2 separate regions of the Mus musculus genome follow, and region 2 is linked to region 1. The links are chromatin contacts, called in public promoter capture Hi-C maps. All regions are on one chromosome and are shown on one strand. Each heading gives the region's core, a stretch centred on a gene start, on an enhancer-like site or on the middle of the called end of the contact. The rest is flanking DNA. Distances are from core to core; before and after follow the strand shown. Region 1 has its middle 28 kb from the start of Cyp2d12. Region 2 holds the start of Cyp2d26 (cytochrome P450, family 2, subfamily d, polypeptide 26).

What was found. Promoter capture Hi-C pulls out the DNA fragments that hold promoters and counts their contacts.
Region 2: a contact with region 1 is called in a promoter capture Hi-C map of liver, with 2.9 times the contacts expected there. The contact joins the promoter of Cyp2d26 here to the enhancer-like site in region 1. A contact is called at or near these places in 7 of 39 promoter capture datasets (the HPC-7 cell line, embryonic stem cells, hippocampal neurons and 2 more).

What each region holds. Positions count from the first base shown.
Region 1 is chr15:82,579,925-82,586,846 of GRCm38.p6, forward strand. No RefSeq gene overlaps it. Among named protein-coding and RNA genes, the nearest start is that of Cyp2d12, 28 kb to the left of the region's middle. Within about 2 kb of position 2,962, at least 5 of the 459 cell types and tissues checked have an H3K27ac peak or open chromatin away from gene starts, as enhancers often do. A contact at or near this core is called in liver, where this site is marked.
Region 2 is chr15:82,791,644-82,798,565 of GRCm38.p6, forward strand. It overlaps Cyp2d26 (cytochrome P450, family 2, subfamily d, polypeptide 26), which reads right to left and starts at 2,602. Exons shown (of 9, transcript NM_029562.2): 1 at 2,342-2,602; 2 at 1,483-1,654; 3 at 1,065-1,217; 4 at 826-986; 5 at 15-191. The coding sequence starts at 2,530.

The DNA of each region.
Region 1 (6,922 bases), core at 1,712-4,211:
ATCACTTCTCATGATGATGATAGAGGACTTTAAGAAGGATATAAATAACTCACTTAAAGAAATACAGGAGGACACAGATAAATCTGTAGAAGCCCTTAAAAAGGAAACACAAAAATCCCTCTAAAAATTACAGGAAAGCACAATGAAACTGGCAAAGGAAATGAACAAAACCAACCAAAATCTAAAAATGGAAATAGAAACAATAAAGAAATCACAATGGGAGACAACCCTGGAGTTTGAAACCCTAGGAAAGAGACCAGGAGTCATAGATGCAAGCATCATCAATAGAATACAAGAGATAGAAGAGAAAAATCTCGGGAGCAGAAGATACCATAGAAAACTTTGACACAGTAATCAGAGAAAATGCAAAATTCAAAAAGCTCCTAACCCAAAACATCCAGAAAATTCAGGACATAATGAGAATACCAAAACTAAGGATTACAGGTATAGAGGAGATTGAAAATTCCCAACTTCAAGGGCTAGTAAATATCTTCAACAAAATTATAGACAAAACTTTCCTAACCTAAATAAAGAGATGCTCATGAACATACAAGATGCCTACAGAACTCCAAATAGACTGAACTAGAAAAGAAATTCCTCCCGTCACTTAATAATCAAAACACCAAATGCATTAAACAAAGAAAGAATATTAAAGGCAATAAGGGGAAAAGATCAAGTAACATATAAAGGCATACCTATCCAAATTACACCAGACTTCTCACCAGAGACTATGAAAGCTAGAAGATCCTGGGAAGATGTCATAGAGGCTCTAAGAGAATATAAATGCCAGCCCAGGCTACTATATACAGCAAAATTCTCAATTACCAAACATGGAGAAACCAAGATATTCCAAGACAAAACCAAATTTACAAAATATCTTTTCATAAATCCAGCCCTACAAAGGATAATATATGGAAAACACCAACACAAAGAGAGAAAATACACCCTAGGAAAAAAAGCAAGAAAGTAATCTTTCAACAAACACAAGAGAAGATAGCCACATAACATAATTCCACCTCTAACAACACAAATAACAGGAAGTAACAATCACTTTTCCTTAATATCTCTTAACATTAATGGATTCAATTCCCCAATAGAAAGACATAAACTAACAGACTGGATATGTAAACAGGACCCAACCTTTTTCCACATACAGGAAACACACCTCAATGTCAAAGATAGGCACTACCTCAGAGTAAAAGGCTGGAAAACAATTTTCCAAGCAAATGATCCCAAGAAAAAAGCTGGAGTAGCCATTCTAATATGGAATAAAATAAACATTCTACCAAAAGTTATCAAAAAGGATAAGGAAGGACACTTTATACTGGTCAAGTGAAAAATCTACAAAGATGAACTTTCAATTCTTAATATGTATGGCCCAAATGCAAGAACACCCATACTCATAAAAGAAACTTTACTAAAGCTCAAAGAACTCACCACACCCCACGCAATAATTGTGGGAGACTTCAACAGCCCACTCTCAGCAATAGACAGATCATGGAAAGAGAAACTAAACAGAGACACAGTGAAACTAACAGAAGTTATGAACCAAATGGATTTAACAAGTATCTATAGAACATTTCATCCTAAAGCAAAAGAATATGCCTTCTTCTTAGCCCCTCATAGTTCCTTCTCCTAAATTGGCCATATCGTTGGTCACTAAACAGGACTCAACAGTTATAAAAAGACTGAAATAATCCCATGCACCCTATCAAAATACCATGGATTAATGCTGGTCTTAAATACCAACAAAAACAACAGAAAGCACACATACACATGGAAGCTGAACAATGCTCTACTTAATGATATCTTGGTTAAGGAAGAAATAAAGAAAAAAATTAAAGGCTTTTTAGAATTTTGTGAAAATGAAGACACATCATACCAAAACTTATGGGTCACAATGAAAGCAGTGGTAAGAGGAAAACTCATAGCTCTAAGTGCTTCTGAAAATAAACTGAAGAGAGCTTACACTAGCAGCCTGACAGCACACCTGAAAGCTCTAGAACAAAAAGAATCAAATACACTTAAGAGGAATATACATCAGGAAATAATCAAATGATGGCTGAAATCAACCAAATAGAAACAAAAAGAACTATACAGAGAACCAACAAAACCAGGAGCTGGTTCTTTGAGAAAATCAACAAGATAGATAGTAGACTAACCAGAGAGCACAGAGACAGTATCCAAATTAATAAAATCAGAGTTGAAAGGGGGAGACAAAACAATGAAAAAAACCAACCAGTCAACCAGCCCCCCCAAAAACTGGCTATTGCAGTCAAGCTTTTGAGACATTTTGTCAGGAATGTAATGTTACACATATTACTGGGTTCCTTATTTTCCTTATGGAAAAGGTATTGTCGAACGAGCCCATGGAACTTTAAAACAATACTTTCACAAAATAAAAAAATGGGGAATTATGTCTCCAGATACCACAAAACTATAAAATCATGTTCTTTTTATTTTAAATGTTTGAAATTTGGATGTCAATGAATTCTCACCTGGGTCTTTATGGCACCCTAAAACTATATATACTTATGTGTAGATGAAATGGAAAGATCCACTTATTGGTATATGGCATGATCCTGATCAGGTATTAATATGGAAACGAGGGCATGTTTGTATTTTTTCCTCAGAATGCTGAAGGAGCATGGGAATTGCCTGAGCCATTGTTGAGACATGCTGATGCTGGGAAAAAGAATGGTCCTGACTGTGAGCTTGCTGAGTCCCCTGACAATGGTGACAGGGAAGCTGTATTAGACATATGTTCCTGACCCACCTTTACCTGCCCATGGACTGTGGGAAGCAGGTGCGGCCGCAGGCCCCGTGAAACCCACTTGTTTACTTCCTTGCCCGAGCATGCGCAGTGAGGCTGCATGCCTGGGCTGCCTGCCAGGCTGGACTGTTCCTCGTGATCTGAACGACCTGAGCACGTGCCTGGACTGTGTGTGAATTCTGATTGGAATAGGTGGGGTGGAGCTAGAAGGAGGTGAGTCAGCTGTGAGTAGTGAGTTGTTTTTTAGCCCTTGCCCTAGGTTGAAGCCGTGAGAAGTAGGGTAAGTGAAGCTGTTGTAATAGGAGTAGTTTAGCCCTTGCCCTAAGAAGAAGCTGCTGGGGAAGAGAGCTGTAAAAGAAAAAGCCTGAAGTAAAATTACTGTGCGAACCGGATTTGGTGTCTGTGTCGTTTGTGTCGCTGTGGGCTGGAGACTGCGGAAACCGGGACACTGGACAACCTGCCTCAAGCTTTCAGACCTTTGGGACAGAGAGCATAGAGACCGTAGAAACTGCCTTCAAAAAGTTAATCAAATAGAGAAGATATAATGTTCCGTCTCTTTCCTTTAATGTGACCAGTTATTCTGACTTAATCACGAGCTGGTCTGGAAATCAATCCAATATTCGGGGAAAAAAGTAACAGTCTTTATTTGGGAGCCTTGTTCTGGTCATTTTCAAAGACATATTTGAAAATTGACAGCTGCCTTGTATGAAGTGACATTTGCAGTAGATAAAATTGAGACACGATCTTGATTTTGAGCAAACATTACTGGGTGTGTTAAGGCTCCTAATTCTTTTTTTTTTTTTTGGTTAGTCATGTTAAAATTACTTTAGTTTCTTCTATGGTAGTTAGTGTAAGTTGCATTTAATGTACACTTTCTAATTGTGTTAGTGTATTGAAATCTAGTGTTGCTGTCATAGTGGTCTCTCAACGAGCCTATAAGTATGAAAAGACCTTGGTATTCTGAAAAAAAAAAAAAGCTTGCAGATACTGGAAGAAGTGAGTCAGGTCTTAAGCAGAATCAAGAGTTTAGTGGCCTTGATTGTTGCCAGTATAAGTTTTGATTTCATTGATAGCTCGCATTACTACTTCTGCAATCACTTTGACACAAGAAGTGAAGACAGCTACTTTTTAAAATGATTTAGAAAAAATGTTACTAATGCTCTTGAGTATTCAAGAAGATTTAGATAGACCTTGGAACAACAGATTGATGCTCCTTATGATACTATTCAAACTCTTGGAGAGGAGAATCAGAGTTTAAGAGTAAGAAGACATCTTAAATGTCATGCTATATTCCAATGGATTTCTGTCACTTCTCATGTTCCCAATGAGAGTCACTATAATTGGGATAAAATTCAAAGACACTTGTAGAATATTTGGCATAATTCTTACACCTCTCTGGATATTTTAAAATAACATACCTAGATTATGAATTTAAGCTATGCTGCTCTGCTGAGTTTTGATCCTGTGGATATGGCTCATAAAATTATTCAAGGCTTAAGGTCAGTATTTTCTTCTTTGTCAAGCTTCCAGAATGGAGTATATAGCTTAGTCATACTCATCCTTCTTCTTATAATGTTGTCTAATTGTCCTTTTCTTTTCAATCCTCCCTCCCTCCCTTGAGACCCTGTTGACTCACTGAGCTGGCTCAGTCACTCTTTAATTCAATTTAATATTTTTGAGCACAGGATTCAGCTCCATTTTAAGCCTTGGTGGCCCTTTAATATTTGAACCATATATATTATGTTTTTCTTTTCTCAGCTTGCTAGGCTTATTTAAAATGTTCTTCATGTGATTTAAACAGAGAACAAAGTTTCTGCTGGGCCTTTTTGAGATTTACTTTGTCAGTGCAATTAATATAAATATCTTTACCTTAGCCTCAGTAGACCCTTCAGAGCAGAACAGAGAGCAGCCACATTCTTCACCAAAATACCAGAAAAAAAAAAAAAAAAGACTGCAGGCTACATACTGAAATTCTTCTCCACTAAACCATCTTGGGCCAGCACTATACAGTTCAAATCAATCTCAGCTACAAAGTCTTTCATATTTCTACCACGATAGCCCATTAAGCCCCACTTGAAACTTTCCACTGCTTTCCAAATCCGTAGTACCCGCATCTACATTCTTACAGAAAAAAACATGGTCAAGCCTATCACAGGAATACGCAACTCCTGGAACCAACTTCTGTCTTAATTAGGGTTTTACTGTTGTGAACCTACACCATGACCAAGGAAACTCTCATACAGAAAAACATTTGATTAGGACTTGTTTACAGGTTCAGAAGTTTAGACCATTATCATCAAGGTGGGAGCATGGCATTGTCTGGTCAGGCATGATGCAGGCAGGGCTGAGATTATGTTTTTCTTTTTATTTTCTCTTATTCTTTAATCTTTTCTTTACAGACCAGTATTCACCTCCATCCTAGTCCATTCTCTGATTGTTCTTCATCCCATACTTCTTCCCCCTGTCTCCAAGAGGATGTTCCCAGTCCTCAAACCCCGACTGCAACAGACCTCCTCACTCTCTGGGCCCTCAAGCCTTGTGAGGGTTAGATGCATCTTTTCTCACTGAGTCCAGACCAGGCAGTCTTCAGCTGTAGATATATATGAGGGGGGGGGCTCATATCAGTTGCTGTATGCTTCCTCGTTGGTGGCTCCATGTCTGAGAAATCTCGGGGGTCCAGGTTAGTTCGTACTACTGGGTTTCTATAGGGTTGCTCTCCTCCTCAGCTTCTTCAGCATTTCCCTAATTCAACCACAGGGGTCACCAACTTCTCTCCATTGCTTGAGTGCAAATATCTGCATCTGACTCTTTCAGCTGCTTGTTGGAGCTTTTAGAGGACAGTCCTGCTACATTCATATTTGTAAGCACACCATAGCATCAGTAATAGTGTCAGGTCTTGGGGCCTCCCCTTGAGCTGGCTCCCTATTTGGGCCTCCTTTCGCGCATGTTCTTCTCAGTTTTCATTCCTGCAGTTCTTTCAGACAGGAACAATCCTGCATCAGAGTTTTTGACTGTGGAATGACAAACTCAACCCTCTACTTTATGCCCTGTTTTTCTACTAGAGGTGAACTTTAAAAGTTCCTTTTCATCAATGTAGGGGATTTCATGTAAGGTCCCTCCCTTTGCACCCTGAGATTCTCTCACCTCCCAGGTCTTTAGGACATTCTAGGGGGTATACCCACCTCCTACCTCTAGAGGATGCCTGTTTCCATTCTTTCTGCTGGCCCTCAGAGCTTCTGTCCTGTTCCCCACCCGATACATGATCAGGTTCCTGTCCTCCTTGCACTGTCCCCTTTCCCACTCTGGTCCCTCCCTCTCTTCATCCTCCTGTGACTGCTTACTTCTCCCTCCCTAGAGGGATTGAGGCATCCTCACTTGGGCCTTTCACCTTGTTAACCGTCTTGAGTTCTGTGTATTGTATCCTGGGTATACTGTACATTTTTGGCTAATATCCATTTATTAGTGAGTAAATATTAGGCATGTCCTTTTGGGTCAAAATTACCTCACTCAGCATGATGTTTTCTAGATCCATTCATTTGCCTGCAAAACACATTGTCAGGAGCCATAATGGCACAAGCTAATAGCTAGTAGGTGATCATCCTGAAGTGACCTGCCTCAGATGATTATATAATCTGCAACAGGTAAGCTCTCATTAAGCAAGGCTGTGAAAAACTCATTTCATGAAAGATTTCTGCTATTAATATGCTTTTCCTATGATTATTAAATGTAAATAACTATCACTAAGTAGTAGTATATTCTTTGGAGCAGCTTCACGAAGATGTACTATCTTGTTATGATGCTATGTAGACAAATAGATGACTTAAGTCTTAATGATGATCCTATAAGAATTTTTAAAATTATATCTATGATTATTAAGCTCTTTTATAATGGGACTGCTATTAGGTCCTTTTCTGTTGATCAAAGCTGCAATGAGAACTCTGCCATTCCTCGAGTGCTACCAGTTAATTGCTCTTAGATAGTAACCAGATTTTCTCCTACTCAGAGTACATCCCAGGAGGTCGTAAAACAATTAACCAAAGGTCATAAAATGGATTTATTATAGGTGCAGATAAAATAAATAAATTATTGACTGGGGTTATCTACAGTAAAAACTTCACTAATAACTTAGTTACGGTTTTAAACCTTCAG
Region 2 (6,922 bases), core at 1,352-3,851, 210 kb after region 1:
GAGCTGCCATTCACCTTCTCCACCTCAGCCAGGAAGGCATCAGTCAAATCTCGGGGTGGCTGTGCAGGATCCCAGGTCGAGTCGTGCTCAATTAACATCTTATTCACTAAGGCTATGAATGAATTCAGCTTGGGGAAGGCTTTATCAGGCAAACCAGGGATGTGTAGTAGCATTGGGATGGCATTCAGCACCTGTGAAAGAAACAAAACAGGTCCAGTTGCTTTTCTTTCTAATTAAGAATTCATAATTTTGTGTGCCAGTGTGTGTGCACATGCATGTACACACATGTGCTTGCCTGTATATAGTGACTCATGTTTTGTCATTAGAGAACAACTTATAGAGTAAGTTTTATCCCTTATATGGGACTCAGGAATCCAGCTCAGGGCTCCAGGCTTGCTTGGTAAGCTCATTTACCCACTGACCATCTAGCTCTTTTGCCCCCGGGGGCTGTTTCTGCTCAGTGTTTACCTGGACCAGTCACAGTTCTCAGCCTCTTCCGCAATGGACTCAGAATCTGTCCCTACCCATCACCTGCTTCTTCCCCAGTTCTAGCCTGCATGCTCTCCTGTAGCTCAGGGTGAAGAAAAGAAATACTCTACCCTTCAAATATAACAGGCTTGTGTGGTTTCCCTGCAGGCTCACCCCCTTTCTAGAGCCATTAACCTTGGTCTGCTCCTCCCCTCCACTTATCTGAGGTTTGTCAACACCCAAGCCTTTCTCCCTGCACTTGGCCATCACACCAGGCCCACCCACCCTGAATTCATACTTACTCTGATAGAATTTATAGCATAGAAGTGGCCAGGCCCACTGCCCCGAGCCACATACCTCTCCGACGAAGCCAGTGTCTTCTCCTAAGCTTTCCTTCAATGTTTTGAGCATCCTGTTGAAGAAAGGGTCTTCATACTCAAATCGACGAGCATAAATGAGGGAGGCGATCACGTTGCTCACAGCTTTACTTAGGAGGGGGCTGGGATTGAAGGGATGTTCTAGGATTGGAGATGCAAGCAAGTCATGATAGTGCTCTTCAGTCCCTGCTCACACTCTCCATCTCTAACATCACCCACCGGCCTCCTTGGTGAAAGCATCGCAGAGGTGGCCAGCCTCCTCTGTCACCCACTGCTCCAGTGATTTCTTGCCCAGGCCGAAGTCACGCAGGGTAGACACAGAAAATCGCCGCTGCTCTCGCCACTCGGGCCCGTAAGGTGCAAGGATCACACCTGCAGACATATCTGTGTGTAACTGAGGGCACCTAGCTATGTGGTCTCTTCTGTTCCCAACATTTCTCTGTGGTCAGTCTTAGCAGTCAGTGCCCAGCACTTTTCTAGCACATATTGGCACCTTGCATTCCTTAGGCTCCACCCTCCACCCCAGTGTTTTTCCCTTGCCTTGCCGGACCACATCATCTCCATTAGGTCTGTCTATCTTCTGCTCACCCCTCTCAAGCCCTACTCTCCCTGCCTTGCCCCCACTATAGAGCTTTGCCTTTTGATTTGTGCCCATAGCCTATGTGATTATAGATGGGCATTAGGGGGCGGTCAGAAGTGTCCTCTCCATAGGTCACCAGCAGTTCCCGCACTGCCTTCAGTCCGTTGACCACAACCACGGGCTTCCAGGCCATCTGTAGGCTGAACACATTGCCATAGCGGTTTTGAAGCTGAAATAGGACAGAGCACATAGGAAGTAGAGGTTTCCAGCAGAGTGGAAGATCAATACTCTTCATACAAGTCTCTGCTTCTCTCTCTCTCTCTCTCTCTCTCTCTCTCTCTCTCTCTCTCTCTCTCTCTGTGTGTGTGTGTGTGTGTGTGTGTGTGTGTGTGTGTGTGTGTCTGTGTCTGTGTCTGTGTCTGTGTCTGTGTCTGTGTCTGTGTCTGTGTCTGTGTCTGTGTCTGTACATACACATATATAGAACTTATTGAACCTTGTTCCTGACATATGCTGGGCAAATGCTCTATCACAGGCCTACATCCCTAGCCTATGGTTGGGGCACCTTGTTGCTTGGCAACCATATCTTCTCAATTTAACAAAGACCTCACAGCAAATATTATCATTCAGCTGTGACTCAGCCTGAACAAGATCCTTGGGTCCCTTCATACTCCACCATACAAGAAAAAATTCAGGTTCCTAAGATAGGCAGCGAGGCCTGAGACCACACAACAGGAAGAGACTATTACACACACACACACACACACACACACACACACACACACACTCCACTTTGTTTTCCCAACAACTCTTTTTTTCTCTTGGGGGCCATCTTCCTGTCTTTCCAGTGGCTTCAACACCTCCACGTGCTGCCTGGGTCACTCTGACTTCTTCTGTCCTCCACCACCACCTCTCTCACCTTGTAAAAGCTGTATGGTATGTTCTCGAAGTCCACCTGCAGCAGGTTTCCCAGCCCAGGGAATGGCACAGGGCCTGGTGGGTAGCAGGCAGTCCAGCGCTGGCGCCGGTGCACCAGGTCCACCAGAAGCAGGAAGATGGCTGTGAATATGACCACAGCCCATAAGTCATCTCCAACCAGCAGCCCCATGGCTGCCCTACTGCTTCCAGGCTTTTGAAGGAATACTCGTTCCAGAAACTTAGAATCAGGAAAGATCCTCTTATGATGGACTGGGAACCTGGTCCCTTATAAAGAGGGAGGAGGGGAAGGCTGCACTTTGTTCTCTGCCTTGAGCCAAGTAGCTGTGTTAATTAATGTTCAAACAGAGCCTATATGGGGGAAGGGGGTGTCAGAAAAATCAAGGGAAAGTCAACATCAGAGGTTCCTGCCCTTTCTTCTTTCCTGTGGTGCTTATCCAGGGGAGTGGCACTGATAGCTCCACAGAGAATTGCATAGTGGTTATATTGGGTTGGACACTGTAAGCACAGCGGGCACGTAGCCATGGACCCTGCCTCAGGGTGCAACGGTCATAGACTAATTTGCCACATGACCAGAGATCCGAGGGGACCGAAGACATTGTCTCAGAATGGAACAAGGCCTTTTGGAGGCTTCAGGGAACACTTGGCTAGTAGGATATGAGGTCTGACTGACACTATCAGTGGGCACTATCACTATGCAGCAATGGCCACTGAAGTGGCTTATGTGGCTAGCAGATGAGGGTGAGGGAGAGGCAGTGTAAGGAAGGAGGCTCCAGCCTGTGGAGCCTTGAGCACAGGTAGGAGGTCATTCAACTCTCAAGGAAGGCCAAATTCAAAACCTGGGGACTTCTTAGCTCTCACCCGAGAAAGCTGAAAGGCTGTCACCAACTGTCAATAGAATTCTGGGGAGGCCAGCTAGATGTCCATGTAGTTGTCACATGGGGACCACTATCTAATTTTATTCACTCTTGGCTTTTTGTTAGGTCAAGCCCTGTGCTAACAATCATCTTAAGAGGGATGGAGAGATGTCTTCCTCGTGTTACATGGGCGGTGTTTTTGAGATATTTGTGAATACTGCCAAACATGGGGGGATGGGGGGTAAGACCATCCTGGAGGCTCAAGGAGCACATTATTGTTAGGACACAAGTAACTTGCAGGTACTGCAAGACACAGCACCCGGCTATGACAGCAAGTGCCACTGTCTGGTTTTTGTGATGAGAGGCAGTGGGAAGAAGGGGGCTGCAGCTCCTGGAGTCTTGTGTTCAGCTTTGAGGTTACTTACTGGGTTGATTGGAGAGGCCAGACTCAGAACCTGGAAGCATCTTAGGTCAGATCTGAGAAAGCTGAGAAACTGTCAACAGTTGTTGAGAGTCCCAGAGGCCTGTAGGTTGGACCAAGTACTTATCACATGGTGGCCTCTGTCTCTTTTTCACCCTTGGTTTCTTGGTGGGTCAGTTGTTCCCCTGACAGTCTTCTACATGGATATAGGTAAAGCAGACCTTGTGCCAGAGGTCTGTGGGCTGGGTGGGGTAAAGGGTCCCTCCCCACACCCACACCCACACCCGTCTCGATGCATGTTCCTGCCTATTCCTTTTGGCCCTGCCCAGCTGAGTTATGGTACGGTAAGTCAGGAGCCAACACAGGTCATGGGTGGGAGATGGGAGGCAACTGAGACGCAGTTACTGAGAAGCTGAGGCAGGTAGGTTTCTTCTGGGATGACTGTGACTCTTGAGTGTCACCTTTGGAAAGCTTAGTTGGGGCAAAGCTTGGCCAGAGGTTGGCTAGTGTTGGTTACCCTTTCATTCCCGGATGCTTACTGTACCCCTCATGGTGTGAGGCACAGCAGGACTGTGGTCCATTAGCATAGGCTGTTACCTATGAAATCTCAAACCACAGAAACAATGCTTGAGATGATGCATGTAAAGAAATGTAAAATATTGAGAATATCCTGGATATTTTCTTTATTCCTAAAGTGCACACAAAGGGGACTGCTGAGCAGGATCATGACACTGACCAACCTCCATTTCCACCTCCCACACTGAAAAAGTATTTGCAGTCGGCAAAACTGTTCTGAGACCTAGATAAGGGCCTGTGACTTTTAGTCACAAAGAACATAGTCCAAGGGGTTGGGGTGCAGGGCAATGCCTGGCAATCACTGAATCAGGTTCCCCTGTGGCACTGTTTACTTGTGAGTGGGGCAGGGTCATCAGCCTCATGAAAATCTGAACTCAAGTGAAACATGACAGTTGGCACAGTGGAGGCTCTTGGTTCTGAGTATAGACGTGTGAGCATGTCTCACCTGAGACAGTAGATCCCAGGTAGGAAGAAAGAGCATGATCTTTGATCATAGATGATATAATTGTGCACGAAGGAAAACAGGAAAGGTTTCACAATACTATCTGAGAACATCAAACAATTTCAGCAAAGGCAAAAAGTCCACACACACACACAAACACTTGTTCTTTCCTAATCTAACAATGAATATGCTATACGAAATAACAATGAATAAAAATTTAAAGACAATAGAATGACAAGCAGTATTACACATAAACTAGCATTAAAAAAAAAAGTAAGTATGTTAGGGCTGGGCAGTGACTCTCACAGTATGGCACTTGCTGAGGACATGAGGTCATCTCCTAGCATCTAGATACTCCAAACACTCCCACAATTCCAGTGCTAGGGAGGCAGCAAAGGGAGGATGCTCAGAGCTGCTGGTGACTCAGGAGTGGGCTCCAAGTTCAGTAAGGTGGAGAGGGACTTAAGACGTTCAACTTTGACTCTGGCTTCAACACAGAAATGAGGATGTGCACACATGAGCATTCGTTTCCCTATGAAGAGTTGCACACACACACACAAAATGAATAACCTACAAAATCATCATTAGTGACTGAAAAATATGTAAATGGAATGCATCGAATAAGTAAAAACATTTTTTGTTTTGTTTTTGATTTTTGAGACAGGGTTTCTCTGTGTAGTCCGGCTGGCCTGGAATTCACTTTGTAGACCAGGCTGGCCTTGAAACCAAATAATTCTGCCTGCCTCTGCCTCCTGAGTGCTAGGATTAAAGGAGTGCACTACCATTGTCTGGCTAAAGAAGTAAAAATTTAAAGAGAATATTAAAACAGGAAGGCTTGCTTTGCTGTTCATGAGCTGGAAGGCGTGGAATCTAAGCATTAAATGCAGTTCCTATCAGATTCAAAATCTCTAAAATTTGTATAGAATATCAAGAGACCACAAATGCTGTAAAAGATTTTCAAAAGACTGATAGTTTGGGAACAGAGATGGCTTAGTTGGTAAACAACTTGCTACTCAAACACAAGGACCTGAGTTCACATCCCCAGAACCCAGCAATGCTTGTAATCCAGCACTGTACTTGGGGAGACAGAAAGACCCTGGGCAGTTGCTACCTCTAACCACATTGGTGAGATCCAGATTCAGAAAGCAGCCCTGTATCTAAAAGCAAAATGGAAAGTGATCAAGGAAAATGTCTGACATCAACCATTGACCTCCACATTCAAATTCCCATGTATGCACATGGATACACACACATACACACACACACACACACACACACATACACACACACGAGTTCGAAAGACTCACATTTCCTATTTTTAAACAGGATCTGGCTCTGGTTCATGATAGGGCCAAATCCCAGAAGACCCACTGTATAAGCCACAATGCACTTCACACTCTAACCTACATCACAGCACCATGAAATGATGCAGCACTTTAGAGATTCATCCTTGATACACTAGGGCCAGTTGACAGCTGTAACTAGTTCCTGACCATCATCCCCAGAGGTTCCTACTCACACAGTTAGGCTAAGAGGGTAACAATCAAAACCTGGAGTATGAACACAGTGTGTGATATGTTCTTGTGATCTCAGTACTTAAGAGTTCTAAATTAAGTTAAGAGATTACCCAGGACTGCCTGGACAACCTAGTGAGACATCTTTTCAACAGACAAGTTAAACAAGAGTAAAATGTATGAGGAGTGGACACCACTGGGAATGCAACACTTTTGATACAATTCAGTCAAAATAGCCTGTCATACCAATGTTCTGGGTTATGTATATGATCCTAATCACAGTATTATTATGCAAAGAAGATATACACCAAAGGAGACCTCCTAGAAATCAGCCCCCAAAGGACATTCATGTGACCTGTGTCTTTCAATGAAAGGCCACATATATATGGTATTATAACAAGATCATAATGGTGCAGAACTTTTTCTATCTCTCACCCACACTGTACCCATGCAGCTATCAGATTACAAAATTCCTAAAATTTGTAAGGAATATCAAGAGGCCAAAAATGCTGCCAAGCATTTTCAATGCCACTGTGTCGCCATTCCCTATGCATTCAGTGTAGTGACATGCTTGGTAGCCTCAGAGCAGCATGCTCTTCCTTCCGTTGCTGGTATACAGTAGGACCCACCATTTGAGTTTAAATTGGTAAGACTCTGTGAATTGCATGAGGAAATTGCCTAGTGTACTTTCCAGAGTGAGTACCTGGTGTAGTATATCTGGTCAAATGATGAGTTCCATACAGAAGACAGTTTT